2 separate regions of the Mus musculus genome follow, and region 1 is linked to region 2. A link is a contact called in public HiChIP or PLAC-seq data. All regions are on one chromosome and are shown on one strand. Each heading gives the region's core, a stretch centred on a gene start, on an enhancer-like site or on the middle of the called end of the contact. The rest is flanking DNA. Distances are from core to core; before and after follow the strand shown. Region 1 overlaps Tiam2 (T cell lymphoma invasion and metastasis 2). Region 2 holds the start of Scaf8 (SR-related CTD-associated factor 8).

Region 1 (6,943 bases), core at 3,572-6,071, 340 kb after region 2:
TGCAAAACTTATAGTACAAACTGCTTGTATTAAGGGAGCATTTGCCGCCCCCCTCTGGTTTCTACTTTTGCTTATCCAACCTTTATTTTCTCACTGCACACAGGCCCATGACCTGCATCTGTATGGCTCCGCAGTAGACAGCGCGCTGCGAGACAGCATGTGGGAAGTCCAGACTTATGTCCACTTCCAGGATAACGAAGGAGTTACTGTGACCATCAAGCCAGAGCACAGGGTGGAAGATGTTCTGGCTTTGGTGTGCAAGGTGATGAATTTTGCTGTAGAAATACTTCCGAGTAGAGAGGGTTTGTTAATGGTGTATTCCTCTGCATTTGGTTTTGTGGGGGGTGTTCAAGACTCAACTTTCTACGCAGGGGAACATACTAACATTTTCTAGCTAGTATGTTAATTCTCCACCCTTCAGAGGAATGAGTCCTCAGGTCATGGTCCCACACTTCCATGAAGCCACATCGACTTAGAATCTGCATCTAGAGTCATTGTGACACCTGTTGCTGTTCACATTACATAGAGATGGCGTATCTTGGTGTGCTATTCAGTCCATAATTCATTACCACTCACAGTTGCTTTATGGACTTTATTCCCAGTCTAAAGAGGAACTATAGCATAAATCTATTCAGCACCGGCATGCCTAGCACTTTCAGACCACCAGGTGGCAGACAAGAGCTGGGAAATTTAAATACACTGGACTAGAGTCTGCTGACTTTCATGGTAGAATATTTTAACTCTTTTGTGCTTGGCCTTGAGGCTTTAGTTTGTATGTCTAATTGTGGTTATAAAGTTAACTGCATCCCCCAAGCTCAGTGTGTAAGCCTTTTATTTAGAAAAGCCTTTTATTCAGGTGATAAAAACTGTGATTAGCTTTCTGGGTGTTAAAAGGTGTGAGAGGTCACTAAATTCTGTTTGGAGCACAGGCTTCAGAGAAATGCTTTTCTGCTGAAAGTGTGGGGAAGAAAGAAAAGATACAAGTGAGGGAAAGAGGAGGTACACACACACTTAAATACACACATACACACACTCACACACATATACATACATATATATCACACATAAATATACATATACACACACATACACACATATATACATATACACATACTCACATACACATACATACACACACATATATACATATCCACACACATATATACATATACACATACTCACATACACATACATACACACATATATACATATACACATACTCACATACACATACATACACACACATATATACATATACACATACTCACATACACATACTCACATACACATACATACACACACATATATACATATACACACATATATACATATACACATACTCACATACACATACTCACATACACATACATACACACACATATATACATATACACACACATATATACATATACACATACTCACATACACATACATACACACATATATACATATACCCACAAACATACACATACATACACAAACACATACACACATAAACACACACACAGGGCAGGGGTGGGGGCTAGAGGGGGTTAGAATATATCTGCATTTAAACATTTTCCCTTTGAAAATACTTTGAAGTATGAAATTCTGAAGTCTGTATAACTTAAAATCTCTCTACTTTCCTAATGACAAACAACTTAAAGTTAGCAACCAGCACATGGCAGAGAGCTGTCTGTCTGAAGGGAGACGGTTGTGTAATAAAAGGTATCACTTGCTAGCAATGAGCCTTATACTTTGTGATGATAGCATTTAGAGGAGACCTTAAACAACGAATTTTGACCCTTGCTTTTCTTGTTTGTACATTTAAATTTCAGGTTTTCTGTAGTTCTGGACTGAGAAAATTATATGCAGTTATTTTGGGGGATTTTGATAGTGATCTGTCACAAGCCTCCTGAATGCTGATGCTTTTAGGATGGGCAGTTAGACTCTGAGTAACCAATCATTTTCTTTGTAGATGAGACAGTTGGAACCCACTCACTATGGTCTTCAGCTCCGAAAGGTGGTCGATAAAAGTGTGGAGTGGTGTGTGCCCGCGCTGTATGAATACATGCAAGAGCAGGCAAGTGGACCTGGAGGTTGAGAGGGGCTGTCCGACCACACCCATGCCCAACCTCACGTAGCCTAGGCTGGCCTTGAACTCTGTGTATCTGAGAATGACCTTCAGATTCTGTTCTGACCTTCCTGCTTCCATATCCCGTGTGTGTGGAATACAAGTGTGCGCCACCACCCCTAGTCTATGTGATGTTGGGGGTCAGACCCAGGGCCACACACGCTAAGTGAACACTCCACAAGCTCAGCCCTCTCCCCAGGCCTCCGCATGGCCTCTTAATTTGGGGGACTGTAATTTGGGGGCAAACTGTTCAAGTTTGGCATTTGATTTGTAACCAACCCTCATGTAAACAGTACTGTAAGTTTCCTGAGCGAAAGTGGGCCAACTTAATTCCACAAGGTGGTGTAGTGTTAGCCCCTGATTCTCCTGCTTTCTCTTTCTCCTTTCTTAGGTTTATGATGAAATCGAAGTTTTCCCACTCAGTGTGTATGACGTGCAGCTAACCAAGACTGGGGACATGACTGACTTTGGTGAGTGTCAGGAGCCCTCTCTTGTCCCCGGGAGACTGATGATCACCTTGCCCTTGGTCCCTCTCTCTCTTTTTTCATTATTATTTATTTTATTTGAATGGCCTGGTATGTATCAATACTGGGAGAGATGGTAAGGTAATTTCAGGAAATAACATAAGAGTTGGTAAGGCATGTGACATACTGGGGACAGTGCTAACAATAAATGGACTCTACCTGGTGCTACTCTTGGGTTCACCCAGGAGGCAAGGCTTCTTTGATCCAATTGTTGATTGCGATGTAAACACATGCGAATGTGCCACTTGTGCAGTGCCCAAGGAGGCCAGAAGAGGGAGCCTGATCATCTGGGGCTGGAGTTACAAGGTGTGCCACTTGTGCAGTGCCCAAGGAGGCCAGAAGAGGGAGTCTGATCATCTGGGGCTGGAGTTACAAGATGTGCCATTTGTGCAGTGCCCAAGGAGGCCAGAAGAGGGAGTCTGATCATCTGGGGCTGGAGTTACAAGGTGTTGTGAGCTGCTCAATTTGCATGCTGGGAACAGAATGTGGGTCATCTGGTGATCTTAACCAGCTAGTGATCATCTTAACCACTAAGCCATCTCTCCAGCCTCAAGAGGCTTCTTTTTTATGTCTAAAGTCTTACCAACTGGAATGCTGTCCTTTCCCAGGCCTTTCTCCCAGGATAGGAATCTTACCCGCCCTTTAAGATCACATGGACAGTCTAACTGGAATAAGCCTGATCTTTTGGCTCTATCTCCCTCTGACCTGAGTTTAGCGATTATAGGTCAACATAGGTGTTTAACTCTTATTTCCCTTGTCTTTATTGAATCTCCGCTCGAAGGTCTTTGTAGACTTGGCTCATGTCTTGCTGAGCACTGCAGTCTTCCTTTACCACTAGAACTCAGTAATTAGAGAAGGCTGATGAATACTTCCACAGAAAGGCTGGGTTTTGTTTCTTGTTTTTGTCATGTTACAAATGTCACAACATGGATTTTTGCTTCAAAATATTTCAAGTTGATAATATGCTCAAACTATGGTATGTTAAAATTTTATTCTCTGGACCCCTTTGTTGATCACACGATCAGGTTTGTTGGTTGATTTTGAGTCTTACCTTACTGGCCTGGTATCCCAGGATATCCTCAAATCTTGTTGTGATCCTCCTGCCTCAGCCTCCCAAACGCTAAGTTTAAGTGAGAATCCCCATGTCAGCTGTAGGTTGGCTTCATGTGGAAACCCTCCTTAGCCTTTCATCTGCTCCCACGCTACCACGAATGAGTCTTCTTCCCATCTGAGCGAATGAATATAGGCAGAGGTTCTTTTGTCGTGGTTGGCCAGGTGCTGCTTAAGGTTTAGAGAAGACATGGGAAAGAGGACATTTTCCCTGTTCTCTGGGGACTGATGGCATTGGGGAACCCGGATGGATAAGTATAGTCCTCACCATGGCAGTGTTCGAGGGAACATATGGTCTGAGCAGGACAGGTACTGGGTCTTGCATCTCAGACCTATATAAAGCACTGGACCCATTCAGGAGGATTTTCTCCTGTCATTGTGTGTGTGCATCTGTGCATATTTGTGTGAGTGTGTGTGTTTCTACATTTCTGACCTGCAATCCTCTAAGTCTTGATCAGGCTCAATCTCCTGTAGGACTGCTCATAGACTAGTGCTTGCCATGCATCTGGCTTTTTACACGGACTCCGGGGATTCGAACTCTGATCCTTATGCTTCTGCAGTGCACACTGTGTCTACTGAGCCCCTGCCTTTAACCATCTCAAAACACCTCACTCTGCTTCAGTAAGAGTATCTTTCAGCCTTATCTTAAGAAATAAAGCATCATTTTAGCCGTGGTGAGACAGAAGTAAATTATCCACACCCTTAATCTGTGGCAACAAAGCGTCTTCCTGTCCATCTGTGAATCACTCTCACTTCTCACTTGGCAAAACTGCAGCTCTAGCCACACGACGCTGGCTTTCCACTCCCTTCCCCAGCTCTCTGACAAGCCCACACTATACCCTTTGTCTTTATGAATTTGGGAACCCTTTGATATTCACCATTCTGTGCCAGACTATTGCACTTAGCATTGATGTCTTCAGGGTTCATCCTATTGCAGGATGTGCCAGATTTTTTTTTAAAGGCCAAGTAATGTTCTACTGACTGTGCACACCACATTCTGCATGTCCTTAATCTCCTCCTCTGCCAGCTAGGCCGTTCCCAGTGGCCGGCTGCTATGAATGTGCTGCTGTGTACAGTCGGAACTGTTGAATAACATTGCACACCCCTGTGTCTAAACTCTCTGGTCCGGTGGGTTCCTCTTTCCCTTATGCTTGCTAACTAGTGTGACTTTCAAAATAGTTGAAACTTACTTTCTCAACATGCTTGCGTTTACAAGACTGGATGCTCACGGACACCCTAAGAGGGCTGGGAAGACAACGAGAGGTAGACTTACACTCGATCATTATTTTCTCCCTCAGGGTTTGCAGTCACAGTTCAGGTGGACGAACACCAGCATCTCAACCGGATATTTATCAGTGATGTTCTCCCTGACAGCCTGGCATACGGAGGAGGTCTGTGTGGCGCCGCGTCTGCGCACTCTGAGGTTCTAACTGCTTCATGAGGTTGCGTGTGGTTTTGTCAGATGATGGTTTCTCTGGGAGTTTTTCACAAAGAATTGATATGAAAATACATGTGTGTGTGTATGTGTATGCACATTGTGTGTATATATATATATATAGAGAGAGAGGCTATTCATACAGATGTGTGTGTGTGTAAAGAGTATTCATACATATTGTGCAAAGATAATATGCATACTGACATGTGTAAAAAGATTATTCATACAGATGTGTATAGGTGTAAAGAGTATTCATACAAATATGTTTAAAGGGTGTATTCATACAGATGTGTGTGTATGTTTGTAAAGAGAGTATTCATACAGGTGTGTTTGTATAAAAAGAGTATTAATACAGGTTTGTGTGTGTAAAGAGAATATTCATGTAGATGTTCAGATAGAGGGAGGGAAAGAATTGTGAAACAGAGAGACCCAGAGAAAAGAGCTGACTAGCAGTTCCCCAAATGTGTCACATTCAAAACAATGTGCTTAACAGCAGCCTGGAGCTGGGCTTTAGTTTAAGCCTTGCAGATGCTATGTTTCCCACCTGGTCAGTGTTTGGCATTTGCAGCCTGCTTTCGTCTTAAAATGCGGCTCCGTAATCTCTTCCCCTAATCTTCCTGTTTGTTCTCAGGGCTGAGAAAGGGCAACGAAATCACAAGCTTAAATGGGGAACCAGTGTCTGACCTTGACATCCAGCAGATGGAGGCTTTGTTTTCTGAGAAGAGCGTTGGCCTCACTCTAGTCGCCCGGCCTGTGACCACAAGACGAACCCTGTGTGCTTCCTGGTCAGACAGTGACCTGTTCTCCAGGGACCAGAAAAGTCTGCCGCCCTCTCCCAACCAGTCCCAGCTGCTGGAGGAATTCCTGGATAACTTTAGAAAAACCGCCACGAGTGGTAAGGCTGTGTTCCGCATCGGTCGTGACCTGCTGGTCCCATTGGCTCATATTCTTTCTTAGGCTGCAGCTTTGATGGCAAGTCCAGATTGTACAAGCTACTATGGTACACTGAATTTTTCTCTCACTTACTGAGACAAGAACACAGATGCCAACTGGGATAGATTTATCAGGAGCCCATGAATTTTAGCAATTAGAGAACCTTCCAAAAAAAAGAACTATTTTCAGGGGAGGCACAATAGTCTTTAAGAAAAACACAGGCTCTTTGAAAGCCATTCACAGTGTCCAGTATTGCTGTTGCCTATAATCTATTGCAGGCATTAGCCAGTATTGGGAGACTTTGTTTTTAGTCAGTGGGGTCTAAGGTAAATCCGGTTTACAGTGTTCTGTTTGTGTCCTGGATGGTATGTTTTTGCCGTCTGGAGGACTGGTCTGTAAGAAACAACAAACTTGGCATGTTCTTTATGGGCTGATTTTGGAACCCTTAGAAGGCCTGTGGCTGAAGAGTGCCAGTCTAGTTTCTTCCAAGTGAAATAGCTGTCCGAGGAGTCACATGAAGGTGGGTTTTCTGAACTTAAATTTCTACCTCTCTTGGTTGTTGTATTTGAATCAGAGGCTCGAGCTGAGTCCGTGTCATGTCCTCTCACCATGGAGGGCCCCTGTTAAGCTTCCTAAGAGCGTAGAGTGGACTTTGATCCTGAGAACACCGAGTTGTTTATTTCACGCCATCCTGCATTCCTAATGGTTTTGTAGTAAAAATACCTGTGTGTCGGCCAAAAATGAATGCGAAACACACAAGAGTGATCGTTGGATAGATTTAATGATAAAGTTGTCTGTAATTAAACATCACATTGTAAGATTTGTGAT
Region 2 (7,439 bases), core at 4,097-6,596:
ATCTGTGAACACTCAATTTTTTTGAAGTCAGAACATAATGGAAGAAATGAAGCCTCTTCCACGAATGGTGCTGGTCTAATTGGATGCCTGTGTGTAGAAGAAAGCAAATAAACCCACATTTATCACCCTGCTTAAAACTCATGTCCAAGGGGCTGGAGAGATGGCTCAGTGATTAAGAGCACTGACTGCTCTTCCAGACGTCCTGAGCTCAATTTCTAGCAACTAAATGGAGGGTCACAACCATCTGTAATGGGATCTGATGCCTTCTTCTGGTGTGTCTGAAGAAAGCAACAATGTACTCATATACGTAAACAAAACAAAACAATCTTCATGACCAATTGGATCAAAGACATCTAGATTAAACCAGACACTTTGAACCTGACAGAACTGAAACTAGAGAAGAGCCTTGAGGGTATCAGCATAGGAGATGACTAGACAACTGAAAGCACAGGCACATTCCTTTCACCAACCCCACATATGACAGAGAGCTAATATACAAAGTATATAAATAACTCAAGAAACTAAACAGCAACAAACCAAATAATTCAATGTAAATGGAGTACAGAGCTAAACAGAGAATTCTCAATAGAGGAATCTCCAGTGGCCAAGAAACACTTAAACCAAAGTTCACCATCATTAGCAACCAGAGAAATGCAAATCAAAACTACTTTGAGATTCTATTTTACACCTGTTAGAATGGCTAAGATCAATAACACATGATAGCTCATGTTGGTGAAGATGTGGAGCAAGGGAAGCACTCCACTATTATTGGTGGGAGTACAAACTTGTTGAACCAATATGGAGATCAATGTGATAGTTCCTCATAGAATTGGGAGTGCTTCTACTTCAAGACCCAGCTATATCACTCCTGGGTTTATACCCAGAGGTCACTCCATTCTACCCAACCCACTTACTCAAATATGTTCATTGTAGCTTTATTCATAACAACTAGAAACTGGAAACAACCTAGATGTTTCTTAACCAAAGAACTTAAATAAAGAAAATGAAGCATATTTATACATCGTGTGTTACTCAGATTAAAAAAAATGACATCCTTGGCCCAGAAAGATAAACATGATATATCATCACTTATAAGTGGATATTAGCTGTCAAAGAAGACCACACTACAATCTATAGACCGAGAGAGACTAAGTATTAACAAGGAGGGCTCTAAACAAGACACACAGATCTTTCTGGGAAGGGGAGATAGATTTTTCAAGTGTCCTGTCAGTGGGTGGGTGGGGATGGGAAGGAATCAGATCAAGAAGGGAGGGGCAGAGGGGAAAGAGTCCTGGGAGAAGATTGACTGGAATAAGGGGGCATTTAGGAGGCTGTGTGGAAATCTATTGCAGCAGAAACTCTCTGGAATCTAAGAGTATTACAATAGTGAGGACTCCTAGTAATAGAGGATACAGAGCCTGAACTGGCCATCTTTGGTAACCTGGGAGGGCTCCCAGTTGTGGGACCAACACCAACCCAACCACAAAACCTCCAACCCACACGTGTCCTACCAGCAAGATGTGCTGAGGCAATGGTGGCTCAGAGATTGTGGGAATGGTCAAACAATCATTGGTCTAATTTGAGGGCCAAGCCATGAGAAGGAGCCCATGACTGACACTGCCTGGATGGTCAGAAATGGAAGCTGAATGGCTCAGAGACCTAGGAAAAGACTATGAGGATTGCTGTCTATATGCAGGTGAGGGCAGGTACAAGATAAGGTGAAAGCCTGTGATTGGGCAGTGGAAAAGGAAGGTGGGCTGAGAATTTTAGAGATGAGTACAGAGAGTAGAGGGAGAGAAGGAGGAAAGGAGAGGAAGAGACAAGATGGAACCTATAGGAGAGGAAGAGGAGCCAGAACCACAGTTTTGGGAGCCGTAAGTATTGGGGATTTCTTAAATAGATGATTAAATTATAAGTAGGGTGTGCTTGCCCTATCTAGGAGTGTAGCCTGTGTTTATATCAATTGAGTTTTGAGTTCATTGTGCAGGTATTTTGTGGGTTGAGAATTTGCTAATACAAATCTGACTGAGATGGGCAACCATGGAAACCCCTGAGGAGATAGAAGTAGAGAGTCATTGCATGGGGTTAACCATGAAGGCAGCAAGGTTGCGGGGAGAGTGAGTAGCTGGTGATAGGGCCGGATGGTGCCTTTTTTTTTTTTTTTAAATTTATTTTTATTAGGTACTTTCTTCATTTATATTTCCAATGCTATCCCAAAAGTCCCCTACACGCTCCCCCACCCACTCCCCCACCCTCCCACTCCCACTTCTTGGCCCTGGCGTTCCCCTGTACTGGGCATATAAAGTTTGCATGACCAATGGGCCTCTCTTTCCACTGATGACCGACTAGGCCATCTTCTGCTACATATGGAGCTAGAGACATGAGCTCTGGAGGTACTGGTTAGTTCATATTGTTGTTCCACCTATGGGGTTGCAGACCCCTTTAGCTCCTTGGGTACTTTCTCTAGCTTCTCCACTGGGGGCCCTGTGATCCATCCAATAGCTGACTGACTATGAGCATCCACTTCTGTGTTTGCTAGGCCCCAGCCTAGTCTCACAAGAGACAGCTATATCTGGGTCCTTTCAGCAAAATCTTGCTGGTATATGCAATGGTGTCAGCGTTTGGAGGCTGATTATGGGATGGATCCCTGGATATGGCAGTCTCTAGATGGTCCATCCTTTCGTTTCAGCTCCAAACTTTGTCTCTGTAACTCCTTCCATGGGTGTTTTATTCCCAATTCTAAGAAGGGGCAAAGTGTCCACACTTTGGTCTTCGTTCTTCTTGAGTTTCATGTGTTTTGCAAATTGTATCTTGTATCTTGGGTATTCTAAGCACTGGGCTAATATCCACTTATCAGTGAGTACATATTGTGCGAGTTCTTTTGTGATTGGGTTACCTCACTCAGGATGATGCCCTCCAGGTAGATGGTACCTTTTCAAAAGATTTCCTGCAACGAGACAAACACGACTGACGAATCCCTCCTCCCCGAAAAAAAAAAAAAAGTTTAATAAAATGATTCCCAAACTCATATGTTACCGCCTAGCCCAATTGACATCAGAGAGGCTTCCTCTGGCAGTTAATGTGAATGGATGCAGAGACCCACAACCAAAGGCAGAGCTTGGGGAACCCTAGGGAATAGGGGAAGAAGGATTGTAGGAGCCTGGGGTGAAGGACACCTGGGAAACATGGACCACAGAATCATCTAAGTAGGCCTCATAGGAGCTCACAGAGACTGAAGCAACAATCACAGCCTGCAGGGTCTGTACTAGGTTCTCTGCATACATGCTGTGGTTGTTTGTGGGATTTGAGGGAAAGGGAAACTAGAGAGAAACTGGGCTGAGCGTAGGGAGGGAATGCTGCAGTTGTGAACGTGTTGTATGAGAGAAGAATAAAAAATATAAAAATGAATAATTGTGTGATTTTGAACTGGGGGATATTAAAAATAATAAAAAAAGATTATGAACTCTAAAGGGTAGGGGGGACGGAGGATTTCCAAGTGGAGAGGGATGGATGGGCTGGTATGATATAGGAACAATGCTCATTATGACATTAACAAACTAAAATGGTAGAAGCAGCAGGAGACAAATTGTAGTTTTCAGAAGAAGTGTGGAGGAGGTGGGCTTTGCTTAGCTTACAGTAACAGTGAATGTTGTAAAACTAACCTGGCCTTTGAGCTCCTTGAATGAAATTCTGTGGGAAAGGTAGTGTCTCCAAGGGTTCTCCTGAAAGAGAGACATCTTTCATTTGCCACTGTATGAGTCCATGATCTATGCATATTTGGGCATTCATATGATTAAAATCACATACCACTCCACATGCACACTCCTGTACACATGGGCTTGTATGCATACAGACCCCTTTCTAGTTAGAAGACATATATGGTAAGAATAAAATAAATGGTATGATAAATTACCAGTGCCATGGCACTATAAAACTATATATTCTATACTTTAATTCTATTGGTAATAGGATAGGTTTACTTATGCCAGAACCATCTCTAACATGAGATACGCTGTGCACTGCTATGCTAAAATGTCTCTGACATCATATGATGGGACTTTTCAGTTTTATCATCTCTTATGGACAGAGAGCAGACAAATGCTCTCTGTTGTCAAGGGACAGTGTGGAAGACTGCCATGTGCAGAGAGGTAGCAGAGCCTTCACACCAATGCAAGATGGAAGGATGTATTTAAAGGGCAATGGAAAAGTATCACAGGGGGTTAAGCAAGGGATGTGTCTAAAATATATCATTTTGGCTACTGTCCAGAAAAATGCAAGCTACTCGGAGACAGCAGGATCGTCAGGGTTAGGCCTGTGAGTACTGGAAGAGGTGGAGATGATCTGCTTTAGAGATAGCAGGTGAAAAAAATGGAAGAGTCCCATTGTAATTTTTACCTTCGAAACGGCCAGCACCAGGAGCAAAGCTGTGAATGAAGCCGACTTAAAAGACTATTTCATAAGCCTCTTGACTTAGCTCTTAGGAAATACTAATCTAAAGCAGCCCATCCCCCCACCCCTTCCTTTTGCATGAATTTGGGAAGAGCGAAGGCAATTAGCAGTACCTGTGGGAACGTTCAGTGGGAACAATCGTTCCCCCGCCGGGTTTAACTTCAAGCAAGCACGAAGCATTTTCACCCGTACCACGTCTGGATCCTAAAACCCGCAATTATCCCTCTGCTCCGATAACCTGGGGCCAAATTCCTTCGGAATAACCCACCTCCTAAAAAACCAAAAACAACAACAAACAAACAACAACAACAAAACCAGGTTGCATATCCGCGTCCAAACGGGGGCGTTCCGGGTTCCTTCCCGCCTCCGGGGTGCCCAGGCCCGGCTCGCGCAGCTCGCATTTCCCGCACGGCGGCTGCACGCGACCCGAGCCACCTCGTGTGTGCAGCGTCTGTCCCCCGCCGCCAGGACGCCGGGGCACAATGGTGGCGATGAGTAATGTAAGTCAATACCCGCTAAAGTTCTCAAAGGCACTTCAATCCCTCCTCCACCGCAGGTGCCATCCCACCCGGAAGCGGCAACGAAGACACCGTAGTTTCCTCCATTCGGTCTCTTCCCCTGAACTTTGTTTTTGCTTGTTTCTAGAGCGGCGCTCATCCGCGGGATCGGCCACCCGAAGCCCCTCCGTCCAGCCGCAGCGCTCGCTCCCGCGGCCCGGGATGAGGACAGCCAAGGGCCTCGGGTCCCCCGCTCCCGCCGCAGCGACTCCAGACGCTCTGGCCCACGCCATCTCTATGGTCTGGCGCGGCCGCGGACCTCGCGCGGCCTGGTCGCCAGGGGGCGCGCTGGCTGGCGCCGCCGACTCCGAGTGCGCGGCTCGACCGCGTCCGCCATATTGGATGCCGCAGCCGCCGCGGTCAGCGCTTCCTCCTGTGTCTTCGCTGCGCGCTGCAGGTTCCCGCGGCCTAGGCGGCAGGGAGGTGACACAGGAGCCCGTGGGAGGAAGAGGAAGGAGGAGAAGGGGGTGGAGAGTGGAGGGGGCCGAAGCTTGAGTGTGGAGGCCGCTTCCGAGCGAGGCGGAGAAGCAGAGAAGGCGCCGCGCCAGCCCCTCCCCCGCCGCCGACCCGCCCCGGCGGCCTCCGTCCTGCTCACTGCGCCCGCCCCGCGGCCATGCTGGGGCCTCGCCGGCGCTGAGGAGCGTCGCCTGCTCGCAGTGCTCCGCGGCCTCCTGGGCCCGTCGCCCGCCTTTCCGCACGCATCGCACCCGGCCGCCGCCTCTTCCTCCGTCGGGCCCCGGGCCTCTGCGCAGACAACATGGAGGCCGTGAAGACCTTCAACAGCGAGGTTCGTACCGCAACCCGGCCTCCCCGCCAGGCTCGGCCCGGCCCGGCCCGGGGCTCGCGAGCCGAGCAAGGGCGCGGGCCGCAAGCAGCCTCCCCCGGGTGGGGCGACGGCGGCCGGGCGGCCGTGGGGGAGGGGAACGGCCCGCGCCCCTCCCGGGGCCGGGCAGGGCTGAGGGAAGGCAGGGGGAGGGCCGGTCCCCAAGGCGGCCGCGCCACGCTCCCGGGTGGGTTCCACCGAGGACTATCACCTCCCACCCCCCACCTCGCGCACGGCCCGTGGCCTGGCAGGGTCTGAACTGTTTGCAGGACATCACTCTGCAGGCCCTCCCCGGTGGTGACTGAGGAAGCTGACACACGGATGCGAGGCCCTGGAGAGGACCCACGGTGTGGTGATCCATGGTCACGTTACACGTAGTGTTTATTATTGAGGTTCTGTTGACTAGGTGACTTGGCAGCCAGGGACTTCGCTAATTGGATGGTTGGTAGCAGGCAAATTTATTCTGCGATCTCCCCCCCCTCCTTTTTTTTTTTTCTTTTTTAATTTCTGCTTGCCCTTCTGATCATCAGTTAGGGAGGAAAAGACACAAGTGCTCGGGAGAGTGTGTGCACTCAGAGGGGGTTAGAAGCTTGGAGAATCATTTGCCAGGGCCTCATTCACATGTCAGGCCAAGCAGATTTTTAATTTTCTTTTTTTAATGCAGGTGTCCAATTTTTACTCTTTGCTGGGTTTACTGATCTGATTGGAAGGCAGGCTTCGACAAAATAAATTCGATTTCTTCTTAAGGAATAATAGCAATTCGGACATTAAATGTAGCAAATTCCGGCTCAGCTCAGCATTATCTACTTGTACCTTTTAGAAACATAATTAAATGTATGCTAATTAGCATAGTTTTCAGAACTTTTGATTTGGGGATGTTAATGCTCAGTAATATGACATTTAATGTCTTAAGTACATGAGTTTTTAAAATAGCATCTGTGGCTGCCCAAATGGGACAGTGCTCTTAAATGCCTTTCTGCAATTTCATCGTAATTTTTGTTTGTTTGTTTATTTATGGTAGGTAGCCTTGGGAAAGGCTGCAAAAAGGGTTGTTGAAAGTTAGATCAAGTTCTTGAATATGCGTCTTACTTTAAGTAGTGGTGACCTTCCTGATACTGAGAGCAATACATTTGGAAATCTTGTGAATTTATAACTGATAATATGGGCAGTTATCCTCTTATGAAACTTAATTCTCTCTCCCAATGATATATATTTAGAATATGGAATAAAAGGAATTTAGTGATACTGTAAATAACTTTTTTTTTGGTTTTTTGACACAGGGTTTCTCTGTGTAGCCCTGGCTATCTTCGAACTCACTTTGTAGACCAGGCTGGTCTCGAACTCAGAAATCCGCCTGCCTCTGCCTCCCGAGTGCTGGGATTAAAGGCGTGCGCCACCACTGCCTGGTTCCTGTAAATAAGTTTTTAGTATGTTGTTAACTATATAAGAAAACAGCCAAGTTGCTTTTTAATTTGCTGCATACAGCACTAATAATGAAGTTCTTTAGTTACAAAAAAAAGGTCCCTTCTTATGTGGGCTTGGTGGTGAATGCCTTTGATGATGCTAGTACTCTGAGAGGCAGAGGAAGATGGGTCTCTCGGAGTTCACGG

Evidence for each region. HiChIP or PLAC-seq counts read pairs in DNA pulled down with a chosen protein or histone mark.
Region 1: an H3K4me3 HiChIP or PLAC-seq map of bone marrow-derived macrophages shows a contact between it and region 2, with 2.5 times the contacts expected there. The contact joins the enhancer-like site here to the promoter of Scaf8 in region 2. A contact is called at or near these places in 7 of 484 Hi-C or Micro-C datasets (the G1E-ER4 cell line, the N1E-115 cell line, embryonic fibroblasts and 3 more) and 5 of 115 datasets of contacts at active chromatin or transcription factors (astrocytes, bone marrow-derived macrophages, embryonic stem cells and 1 more).

What each region holds. Positions count from the first base shown.
Region 1 is chr17:3,448,275-3,455,217 of GRCm38.p6, forward strand. It overlaps Tiam2 (T cell lymphoma invasion and metastasis 2), which reads left to right. Exons shown (of 27, transcript NM_001122998.1): 10 at 104-262; 11 at 1,958-2,062; 12 at 2,505-2,583; 13 at 5,046-5,138; 14 at 5,814-6,077. Among named protein-coding and RNA genes, the nearest start is that of Gm52295, 43 kb to the left of the region's middle. Within about 2 kb of position 4,822, at least 44 of the 459 cell types and tissues checked have an H3K27ac peak or open chromatin away from gene starts, as enhancers often do. A contact at or near this core is called in bone marrow-derived macrophages and peritoneal macrophages, where this site is marked.
Region 2 is chr17:3,109,626-3,117,064 of GRCm38.p6, forward strand. Scaf8 (SR-related CTD-associated factor 8) reads left to right here and starts at 5,347. Exons shown (of 20, transcript NM_134123.3): 1 at 5,347-5,793. The coding sequence starts at 5,764. It overlaps A230045G11Rik (a long non-coding RNA gene), which reads right to left and starts at 5,659. Exons shown (of 6, transcript XR_003952289.1): 1 at 4,962-5,659; 2 at 4,563-4,720; 3 at 3,663-3,722; 4 at 2,897-2,947.